2 separate regions of the Canis lupus genome follow, and region 2 is linked to region 1. The links are chromatin contacts, called in public Hi-C maps. All regions are on one chromosome and are shown on one strand. The core of a region is the stretch at or near the end of the contact, and the rest is flanking DNA. Distances in the headings are between cores, read along the strand shown.

The links. Hi-C and Micro-C count contacts between places; a contact is called where the count stands out from the background.
Region 2: a Hi-C map of blood shows a contact between it and region 1, with 2.6 times the contacts expected there. The contact joins the promoter of TCF20 here to the promoter of NFAM1 in region 1. A contact is called at or near these places in 2 of 9 Hi-C or Micro-C datasets (amygdala and blood).

What each region holds. Positions count from the first base shown.
Region 1 is chr10:23,962,416-23,967,601 of UU_Cfam_GSD_1.0, reverse strand. NFAM1 (NFAT activation molecule 1) reads right to left here and starts at 1,938. Exons shown (of 6, transcript XM_038550330.1): 1 at 1,596-1,938. The coding sequence starts at 1,695. LOC111097638 (a long non-coding RNA gene) reads left to right here and starts at 2,636. Exons shown (of 4, transcript XR_005365541.1): 1 at 2,636-2,784; 2 at 4,386-4,544; 3 at 4,640-4,834.
Region 2 is chr10:24,103,102-24,108,287 of UU_Cfam_GSD_1.0, reverse strand. It overlaps TCF20 (transcription factor 20), which reads right to left and starts at 3,101. Exons shown (of 6, transcript XM_038550333.1): 1 at 3,031-3,101.

The DNA.
Region 1 (5,186 bases), core at 689-3,188:
AGACGGTTACAAAAGCGCCTCTTAGCGCAGTGTCCCCGCAAAGTGTGGTCCGCCTGCTGTTACCCAGGTATGCTGGGTCCCTTCTGGGGAGGAGGGGCCACGCCAAAAGAAATGATACTAATTTGAGGGAAATTAAGTTGGAAATGACCCAGTTGGATGCACTGTCACCAACAAGCTGCATTTCCTCGGGCCATCTCGTCACTGGCCATCTCTGGGAGGGAGCAGGAAGGGACGCAAGGTGTGCAAGATGAAAGGGGATGATGTCACAAGGGGCCCAGCCCAGGAGCCTGCAGTAGGGACCACAGTCAGCTCTTGCCTCCCTGGGGGAGGGAAATTTTTCTATGAGGAATGTTCTTTTTTTTTTTAAGATTTTATTTATTTATTCATGAGAGACACACAGAGAGAGGCAGAGACACAGGCAGAGGGAGAAGCAGACTCCTCGCAGGGAGCCCAATGCAGGACTCGATCCCCCGACCCAGGATCACGACCTGAGCCAAAAGTAGATGCTCAGCCTTCAATGGCTGAGCCACCCAGGCATCACATAAGGAATGTTCTCTACAAAGAAAGCCAGAGAGGAGCCCTGGGGCTCACTGCCAAGGGTCCTGGCTTAGGGTTCAGGCTGACTCAGGTCTAAACCTGACCTCCACTCATTGTCTAGATCTTTACTGTTTATGCTATTAAATGAAAGGCAGAGGATGAAGCAGAGTCGGGAGCCCTCCTGGAAGCCTCAGAGAAGACCAGGTGAATAGGAAGAAAAACATCTAGGCTGCACAGCAGGGTGGGGTGGGGGATCCAAGGAACCCCAGGGGGCCAGGGCTGCCCAGGGAGGGACTGAGCTGCAGGGAGGGACCCCAGTGAGGGCAGCCCCAGTGAGGCAAACCCTTGGGGGTGTCCCCCCAACCTGCTCAGCCAGGGATCTGGATGGACTTGCCCCATGGCACATGCCCCCAGGCCTGGCTTGGATCCAGGCCACCCAGTTTCTGAGCGGATCTGGGACCAGGGAAGGGGGTGCAGCATTGGCCCTGGAGAAAGGCATAAGCTCCTGTTATAAAATAACATAAGGTGGCCTCTGGGTGACTTCAGGAAGTGGAGACTGCCACCCCTTCTGGCAATAGTGACAATTTTGTGTCCCAGGGCACAATGCTTCTGTTGGCCAGCCCTCGGCCACCCCCGTCTCCCTGGTTAGCACTGGGAACGAGGCCGAGGCTGACCCTGCCGCTTGGCAGGGACAACGCGGTGACTCCACCATCAGATTCCTTGGGGGCAAGCTGTCCCTCCCCACCGGCCCCACACCTATCCTGACGCCCCCCCCCCCCCCCCCATACCGTGTTGAAGGCCCAGAGGTCAGGCTGCGGGAGGAGGGCTGTTAACACAGCCGGGAGGGGGGAGCGCTGCCCCCACCCCTGTAAAAGCCACCTTGGCGAGGCATTAGCTAAACATCTCCTGGCTCCCCGAAGGCTTCCCCTGTGAAGTCTGCAATGTTCAAACGCAACCAGCAAATCTCCCGAGACAGGTCCCCAGGAATTAGCTGCACCGGCAGATGAAAGCCGCTCTGATGTGCGAGCCAGGGAGCTGGTGGGAAGGAGGCAGCGTACCTGTGAGCTGCAGGGTCCAGGGGAACAGCAGCAAACCCAGGAGCCAGGGGCCCCAGGAGGCGGCCGGCGGGGCCCACCGCCGCGGAGGCCGGCTCTCCATCGGGGCCTCCTGTTCAGCCTTCCTCTTTCCTCTCGTCCTCGGGAGGGGATGGCCTGCTGGCAGCCGCAGTTCCCCTTTGAGTTCCCACAAAGCTCCTCCCTGGCCTCGCTTCTGCTTCCTCGGGGCCTCACTCGGTCTGCTCCCCTTAATGACCTTGGACTTTCTGAGCAGGCAGTGGGCACAGGCCACCAGGTGAGGAGTCCGGGGTTTCCTGCTCCACCCCGTGTGGTGTGCTGCTCCCGTCCTGGGTGCCCTTCTATCTGGTGGCCCATCCGGTAGACACTAGTGACCGAGGGGATGCAGGAGTCCCACGAGTAACTCTAGGGCTTGGTTTAGCTGCTCACATCTGAAACTTTTTTTTTTTTTTTTTTTTTAAGATTTTGGTTATTTATTCATGAGAGGCAGAGACAGAGACAGAGGCAGAGGGAGAAGCAGGCTCCCTGCGGGGAGGGAGCTCGATCCCAGGACCCCAGGATCATGCCCTGAGCCAAAGGCCACCCAGGCGTCCCACATCTGAAACTTTTAAAACTGTGTTCACATCACACAGCCCCAGCACTTGCCTCCTCTCTCACCCACCTGAAATGTCCTTCCTTCCTGAAGCTTCCCTCAGCCTGAGCTCACCCCTCCCCCACCAGCAGACAACTGAATTGCTTCCTCAGCGGGTGGAGCCACAGCCCCCTTCCTCGCCCCCCCTTCCTCACCGCCCCCCCGCCCACGCAGACACTGACAACAGGTAGGATAAGGCGTGGCCACCGCCCCCCTGCCCCCAGCACCCTGGGCTGTTACCCTTGGCATTCTGGAGCCCAGCCCGGGCGAGCTGGGTGAGGTTGGGGGCACAGACAGTTGCCCGCATGCCCCTGAGCGGCCCAGGGAAGGGGGCGCGGAAGTGGAGGGGATGGGGGTGGAGGGGATCCCGGCCCCGCAGAAGAGGCTGGGGTGAATGTGGTTGCGTTTGGGCGCATGCCAGCACTTCACCGCCCCTCTCCAGCAGAACCCATTAACCCTCGAGATGAATGCGATTATCCCAATTTGACGACAGACAAAACCGTGCCCCCGAGAGGCTGCGCAACTTGCTCAAGATCAGGGCAGGTGCGTGGGGCCAGCATCCAAGGCTGGGCTGTGCGAAGCCTGCTTTCTCCCCACCTCCACGGGAGCCCCGCTCGTGGCACAGAGGGGGGACCCTCTCCCCTTGTCAGCTTTGCACGTGCACCCTGAAGGCCGGAGGGACGCTGTTTCCTCCGTTTCCTCCGACCAGCAGCACGGGGGTGGGGGGGGTGGGGGGGGTGGAGGCCGGGAGGTGGGGACTGCCCCCCCAGGTGAGGAGGACGACATAAACGCAAGCCACCTCCTACCAGCTAGGGGGCGGCGGGGACCCCAGCGGTTTTGACTGTTGATCCATCACAGTGATACATGATCGCATATGTCACAGTGAGACACAGATAATCTGCTTCACGCTGCTTCCGACCTCCGGGGGGAGCAGGTTGTCTAAGCACCTCGATGCCATGGTGATAGACGTCATGTTAATGCCTCTGTGCACGGAGGGAGCGTTATAAAGGCATCGGTCTGTGCCTCGAGGAGTCTCTTTACGAGGCGTTGGAGGGCCCAGCGGCTCCCGTCCGCGCAGGTGCTGCTCTCTCTGCCCGCCCCGAACACAGAGCCCTCAGCCCCCAAACAACTGCACCCCCTTGGTCTGCACCCTGGGGCCCTGGGAGCTGCGCAGCCTCGGGGTGTGAGTCTGGCGTGTGGTCTCCTGTCTGCCCAGGGTGGTCTCTGTCACCTTCACCTCTGACTCCTCCTGGCTCGGCACAGTGTGGGCGCCTAGTATGTGCATAATAAATATCAGTGGATAGACGGGTGGATGGGTGGGTGGGTAGATGGGTGGGTGGGTGGGTAGATGATTGGGTGGGTTGGTGGATGGGTGGGTAGGTGGGTGGATAGGTGGGTGGGTGGATGGATGGGTGGATGGGTGGGTGGGTGGATGGGTGGGTGTGTAGATGAGTGGGTGGGTGGGTGGATGGGTGGATGGGTGGGTGGATGGGTGGATGGGTGGGTGGGTAGATGAGTGGATGGGTGGATGGGTGGGTGGGTAGATGAGCGGGTGGGTGGATAGGTGGGTGGATGGATGGGTAGATGGGTGGGTGGATGGGTGGATGGGTGAGTGGGTAGATGAGTGGGTAGTTGGGTGGATGGGTGGGTAGGTGGGTGGGTGGATGGATGGGTGGATGGGTGGATGATGGGTGGTTGGGTGGGTAGATGGGTGGGTGGATGGGTGGATGGGTGGGTAGGTGGGTGAATGGATGGGTGGATGAATGAATGTATGGGTGGGTAGATGGGTGGATGGGTGAGTGGGTAGATGGGTGGGTGGATGGATGGGCATGTGGATGGATGGATGGGTCAGTGGGTGGGTGGATCAATGGTGAGTTAAGCTTAAGGTGGGGTGGAGTGCCTTCCTCTCAGGCTGGCTGTGAAGGTGGGTGCCCAACATGGAACCTGGCACAGAGCAGGCTCCCAACAGGTGGCAGGGGGATGGATGGTGGCTCCTGGCGAGAGGCAGGGACCGGCCTTGGGCAGGGAGCTGACGGGCTGGGGCCGTCCTGTCAGGCCTTCAGGAACCAGGTGATGGAAATGAAACCACAGCACATGGAGAAACCTCGTATTCACCAACACTTTCCACCTGCTCTCACCCACAGGGCCGCTGCAGAGTCAACCTGCTAGATTTGGATCTGATGGCCTTTCCTCCCCCGAGCTCTTGGTGGGGGCTTTGGGTTAGCAGGACAGGAGAGGCAGGGGACGTGGGCTCTAGTGGCATCCCTGATGGGTGGCCGTGGACTCCACAGTTGAGTTTGCAGGTGAGGTCCTTACACTTCAGCACTTGTGCTCATCCAGACATCTGTCTGTGAGTCCATCCATCTGTCCCTTCACATTCTGCTGCGTATCTCTCCAGCACTGGGCAGTGGCCTCGCAGACAGATGCAGAAGTAAGAGACCCAAGCTTCGAGGAGCCCATGTTTGGGTGAGAAGCGATCATTCCAGCACAACGAGGCAATAACGTGGGAGTTCAGGCCAGCTACTCAACTCCAGACGCTGTTCAACACACTTCTAATCTATAAATCAACTCAGTCCTCACTGCAGTCCCATAGGTAGGTACTACAACCAACTCCATTTTACAGATGAGGACGCCGAGGCACAGGGAAGTTAAAATAATTTTTAAAAATATTTTTTAATTTATTCATGGAGACAAAGAGAGGCAGAGACCTAGACAGAGGGAGAAGCAGGCTCCCTGTGGGGAGTTCAATGTGGGACTCTCTCCCAGGACCCTGGGATCACGCCCTGAGCCAAAGGCAGCCACTCGACCACTGAGCCACTCAGAGACCTCAAAATAAAATTTACCTGGCCCCCCTGGGTGGTTCAGGTAGTTAAGCATCTGACTCTTGGCTTCAACTCAGGCCATCATCTCAGGGTTGTGAGATCGAGGCCTCATGTCAGCTCCAC
Region 2 (5,186 bases), core at 1,852-4,351, 140 kb before region 1:
GTAAGGCTTTGGAACCAAGCGAGGATGGTCACATCCAATCTCTGACCCTCACTAGCTCTGACACATCTCAGGAAAAGGAGAAACCATTTACCTCTCAGGTCTGCGGGGTAGATTTTGCAAGACAAGCTAAAATACCTAGGACAGAAGCTAGCATACTGGATTTAAACAACAACAACAACAACATGACACAAATATTAGCATCCTTGCCTATCCATATGAAGAGAAAGTTGCACTCACCAGAAATTAATTTCTTGATCTAAATGGATGTAATTTAAACACATTCCATTTCATCTTATGAAGTTAAAGAAAAAAATATACCATTAAAAGGCTATGGAATCTAAAACCCATATCTCTTAACATCTTACTACCTTAGCAACCTTCTCTCATGCACACACACGAATCACCTCTGCAGAATGAGAGTTTTATAATAATCTCCTCATTAACTTATAACACAAATATAAACATATGTGAGTGTGAAAACTGCTTATAACTTAAGTAACTGGGACTTTTAAAATCCCACACCAAACGCTAGGTAGTAATTCAAATACCCACCCAGAATAAATTACTTATTTTGAGAAATTCCAAATATTTAATCTGTGTAACCATATAAAAGTGTCTACCAACATGACAGGCCCGAGAAAAATTCTACCATTTTCAAAGCTGACACCAGGAACACACCTCCCCTTGCTGAGACCCTTTTTGAGACTGTACAGACTGAATTAAAAAAAAAAAAAGTGATAGAAGATACATTATACCACATTAGGCACACATCCTCCAAGCATCACAGTACCAGAAATTTAAGACAAACAAGACCAAGGCTGAAGCTGGTCTAGAAGGGCTAAGCAGTCAAAAGCATGGCCTAAGGCTCTCACACACCATAAAATCAGTGAAACTAATTGGGGTTCTGCAGCATCTGAGAGGAAGCATCGGCTACCATTAAGGAATAAATTGGGGATGCAAATAATTAGTGCACCCTGAGGTGACAGTTAATTCCACCAGCATACCATTTCACTGGAGATATTATGGAATTCCACTTTATCCCTACTCTGAGAATACTGAAGCTGGAAATTTCAAAAATTAGCCAAATGCCAAATATCCCTTCAAAGAATTTTAAACAATTCCCTGCATAAAAAGATCTTGGAACTCCTTGGAGCCAACCAACATACACAGACCCAAATACACTTAAACATTATCCACGCTTCAAAGTAGTCAAACATTCTCTAAAATCTTTCTCTTGATAACTTCTTCTTGTACAAAGACAAAAATACAAGGCATATTCAGCATCAACTATAACACAATACGCTTTTTGAGAAGCAAAGAACAGTATTTAGATTTGAGGAAACAAATGCTGACCAAAGTTGATGCTCTCTCTGCTGAAGAAGGAAGAGGCTGGAAACTAAAAAGTGGGACAAGATCTTAAAAGCCAGGTAAGAAACATCCTGCTTTTCTCAAGACGACTGCCTATGGCTAAAACAAAAGCACGAGACACACCAAGAACAAACATTAAAAAACAAAAACAAAACAAAAAACCACATACACACCAAAAAAAAATTCTACCCAAAACCCGTGTAGTGTTTGACCTGGGAGTCCTCATTTAACAGATAAGGAAATTGGGAGGCTTGAGAGAGTGGGTAACCTGGCCAGGGTTACAGTTTATTGGGGGGCAAAGCTAGAAATAGGTTCCTGGTCTCCCAGGTCGGACTTCGGAGCAGTTTCCCACTCCACCATGTGAGACGTTCCGCTGCCACCCCATGTAAGACGTTTCATAAAAGTCTTCACTGAGGCTGTTAACATAAGGGTCCAATTATCATTCAAAGATCTGCCTGTTAGATAATAGCTTGAAAAATTCCATCCATTTTACAGCAGTTACCAGAGTCATCGAATCTTGGAGGGGGGGAAAAAAAAGCAAAGAGGAAAAGGGAGGGGGGGAGAGAGAGAAAGTCCTAATTTTGATCTGTCCCCTAAGGGCAAACGAAAGGGATGCCTACAGACGAGCAGATCCCTAGCTCTAGCATCCACACCACAAACACAGACAATAATCCCCACCCACAGGCCCGGGAAGGCGACCGCTCCGCGCCCCCCCCCTCCCCAATATACTAAATTCCACTCCCATCCCGGCGCGCAGGAGACATTCCACCTCCTATCGCTGCCAGAGCCCGCTGGGCCGATGGGCCACGCTCCCTCCACCACCACTACCCCCCCCCCCGCCCCCGAAAGAAACGAGGAGCTTCAGCCTCAGGTCCCCACACCCCCACACCGGCGCTCGCTCGCACCCGGGACCGCCGGGTCTAACAGTCGCCCGGCTCTCCGCGGCGGGGGAGGGGGAGAAACCCCACGCAGGAAGTGTGTCCCGCGCTCCGCCCCCCGCCCCCCGCGCCGGTACCCTGCGCCCCGCCAGCCGGTACCTGTCCTCCGCCCCCAACAGGCGAGAAGCCGCCGCGTCCACATGGCTTCAGGTGTTCACATGGCAATAAACGGGCCCCCGTCCCTCCCGCGGCGGGGCGCGCTCCGACTCGCGGGCTCCGGGCGCCGCTCCCAGCCCAAGCCCAGCCCGCCCGCCGGCCTCGCCCCCAGCCGCCACCGAGAGGCGAGCGCCGCGGGCCGCCGGGGGTGCCGGGGGTGCCGGGGGGGGCGGCGCCGACCCGCGGACCCCTGGGCGCCGCCCGCTCACACCCGCCGCCTCCGCACCCCAGGCCGCGACAAGCAGGTACCTTCCCCCGACTGCTGGCCAAGCCCCGCCGGACTCCGCGGCCAGCCCGAGACCCCCCGGCGCCCCGACGCCAGGCCGGGCCCCTTCCCCCCGCACCCCCGGGCCGGGCCGCTCCCCTCTGCGCTCCCCGGGCCGGGCCGCTCCCCTCAGCACCCCGCGCCCCGGCCTCGGAGTCCAGGGGGCTCCGCACTCCCGGCCGACCGGGCTAGGACCTCTGCCCCCGGCCCCCAGCCCGGAGCCCGGAGCCCGGAGCCCCGGCCCGGCCCCAGCCCCTCAGCCCTGCCCCCTGCCCCTCCCCCTCAGGCCCGGGCGGCGGTTACCTGCGGGAGCCCCCCGCCCGGTCCCTCGGCCTCGGCCGGGGGCGGGAGGGGAGGGAGCGGCGGCGGCGGCGGCGGCGGCGGCGGCGGGCGGCGCTGCGCGAGGTGGGGGTGGGGGAGCCTCCGCCGCCTCCAGCTCCGGCGCCCGGGCCGGCGGCGGGGCGGGCCGGGGCCGTGGCCCCTCGAGCCTCGCTCCGGCCCGCGCGCTCGCTCCCCGCTCAGGCGCGCCTCAGGGCGGGCTCCCCCGGCGGAGGCCGCGGCCGCCTCGCAGGGGCCGAAGGCGGCTCGGCTCGGGGTTTTTTCTCTCCATTCTCCCAACACACAGGAAATAACAGAGCGTCAGGTGACGGCGCGCGGCCAATGGGGAGGCTCGGGGCCGCGGCGCGCGGGCGGGCGGGAGGGCGCGCGGCGGGGCGGGGCGGGGCGCGCGGCGGGGGCGGGGCGGCGGGGGCGGGGCCGGCGGGCGCGCGCGTGCCCACCCGCGTGCGGCGGCGCCGAGGCCTGCGCGCGCCGGGCCGGGGCCGCGGCGACCCCCGCGCGGGGGCCCGGGTCGCGCGGGGGGGCCCCCGGCAGCTGCCCGGCGCCGCGCGTGCGGCCGGCGGCTCGCCCGGGCCATCTTGGCCGGCGGCTCCGGGCCGTCCTGGGAGTGGCCGCGAGCCAACTTTCTGGGGACTTGGTGGCCCGGAATCCCTCCCTGGGACCTCTGGAGTTCCCTGGAGCCTCCGACGCCAGAGTCGCGCTCTGGCTTCCTGGGAGCCCGCGGGCGGGGGCCTGGCCTCCTCCGGGAACCTGCTCGGCGCGGCCCGGCACGGGGGCGGCTCCTGACCGCCAGGCGCCCTCCGGCCCCGCGGGCCTGGTTCCCTTCCCTCCTCCGCCCCTTAGCGCCGCGTGTCCTTGGATGAATGACTTAGGCTCTCTAGATAGCAGACAACTTCCTCAGTTTCCTCCGCAATAAAAGCGGGGAGCTGGGAGGCCCACCAACCTCGCATGTAGGAGAGATACTCACGGAAAGCCAGTTGCCTTCGCCCGCGGCGGCATTAAAACGCTGCAACGCCTGGCTGCCTGGACCCAGGGTCCAGAATTAATTTGGAGATAAGGTGGAGGATTTGCGGTGCCAAGGCCTCAGGCCGTTCCCAGCCTTCTGCAAACCTCATGTATGTTTTATGGAGCAAAGGAATGGCTTGGCTTTTTTTCTTTTCTTTTTTTTTCTTTTTTTTAAGAAAACCTCAGTTGTAGAACAACCGCTGAGTTGTTTGTTCCCTGTGACCCACTGCTATCAAAAAGGAGAAGGCCAGTGAGGGTAGGATGCGTTGAGAGTGTTTGTGATCTTACTTCTGACTCACCCAGAGATCCGGCCAAATTTCTGTCCAGGCTCTGGGCCTCAGTTTCCCACTGGTATAACAGAAAGGAGGAGAGTTTGAACTAGATGCTCCTAATGTTGGCTAAAATTTGTGGATTCCAGTTAGGCCCCCATCTACCCTAGATGTTAGGGGAGTATGTGGCTTCCTTTCCTGAAGCAACCCAACTTGAAAGTAGATTGGAATTGGAAGAGTGCTTTGGGCAGCAGGTGGAGGTTGATAGGAACCAGGTGTGGCCTGGACCCAGATTTCAGTATATTTGAGGTTACAAAGCTCCCCTGAGCCTGGCTCTGCTCTTTCACCTCTAGCCTCACCTAGCTACAGACACAAATGCTTTGTGTCACCTCAGGTCACCCAGGGAGGGTCCGTGCTGTGGCAACACCTGCCCCCCAGTAAAGGGATCTGATGCAGAGCCTCAGTTGGTTCTGGCACCTCAAGAGGATGTGGTTGGGGAAGGCAGTGATTTCTGCTGGCTTCTGTCCAATTTCACAAAGTGGGGGCTGGCTCCAATGTGGGTCAGGGCTATTCTTGGAGACTTGATTCCCCAACACCTCTTGCATGCCAAGCAGGGTGCTGGGCTCTTCCGGGGCCTAGCTGAAGAGGCTGCTAGGCCCTGCCCTCTGACTGTTCCATTGTTCTGTGAGTTTCATTTTCAAATTCTTTGGCACTCAGACTTTTAAAAGACCAGCCTTGGCTTCTGCTTAGGTCAGGGCTACAGAGGGAAAGGATGGGGGGACTCTCAGCACAGATGCATGTTTTCTGGACAAACCTGGAAGGATGCAGGGGAGCTTTCTGAGCACT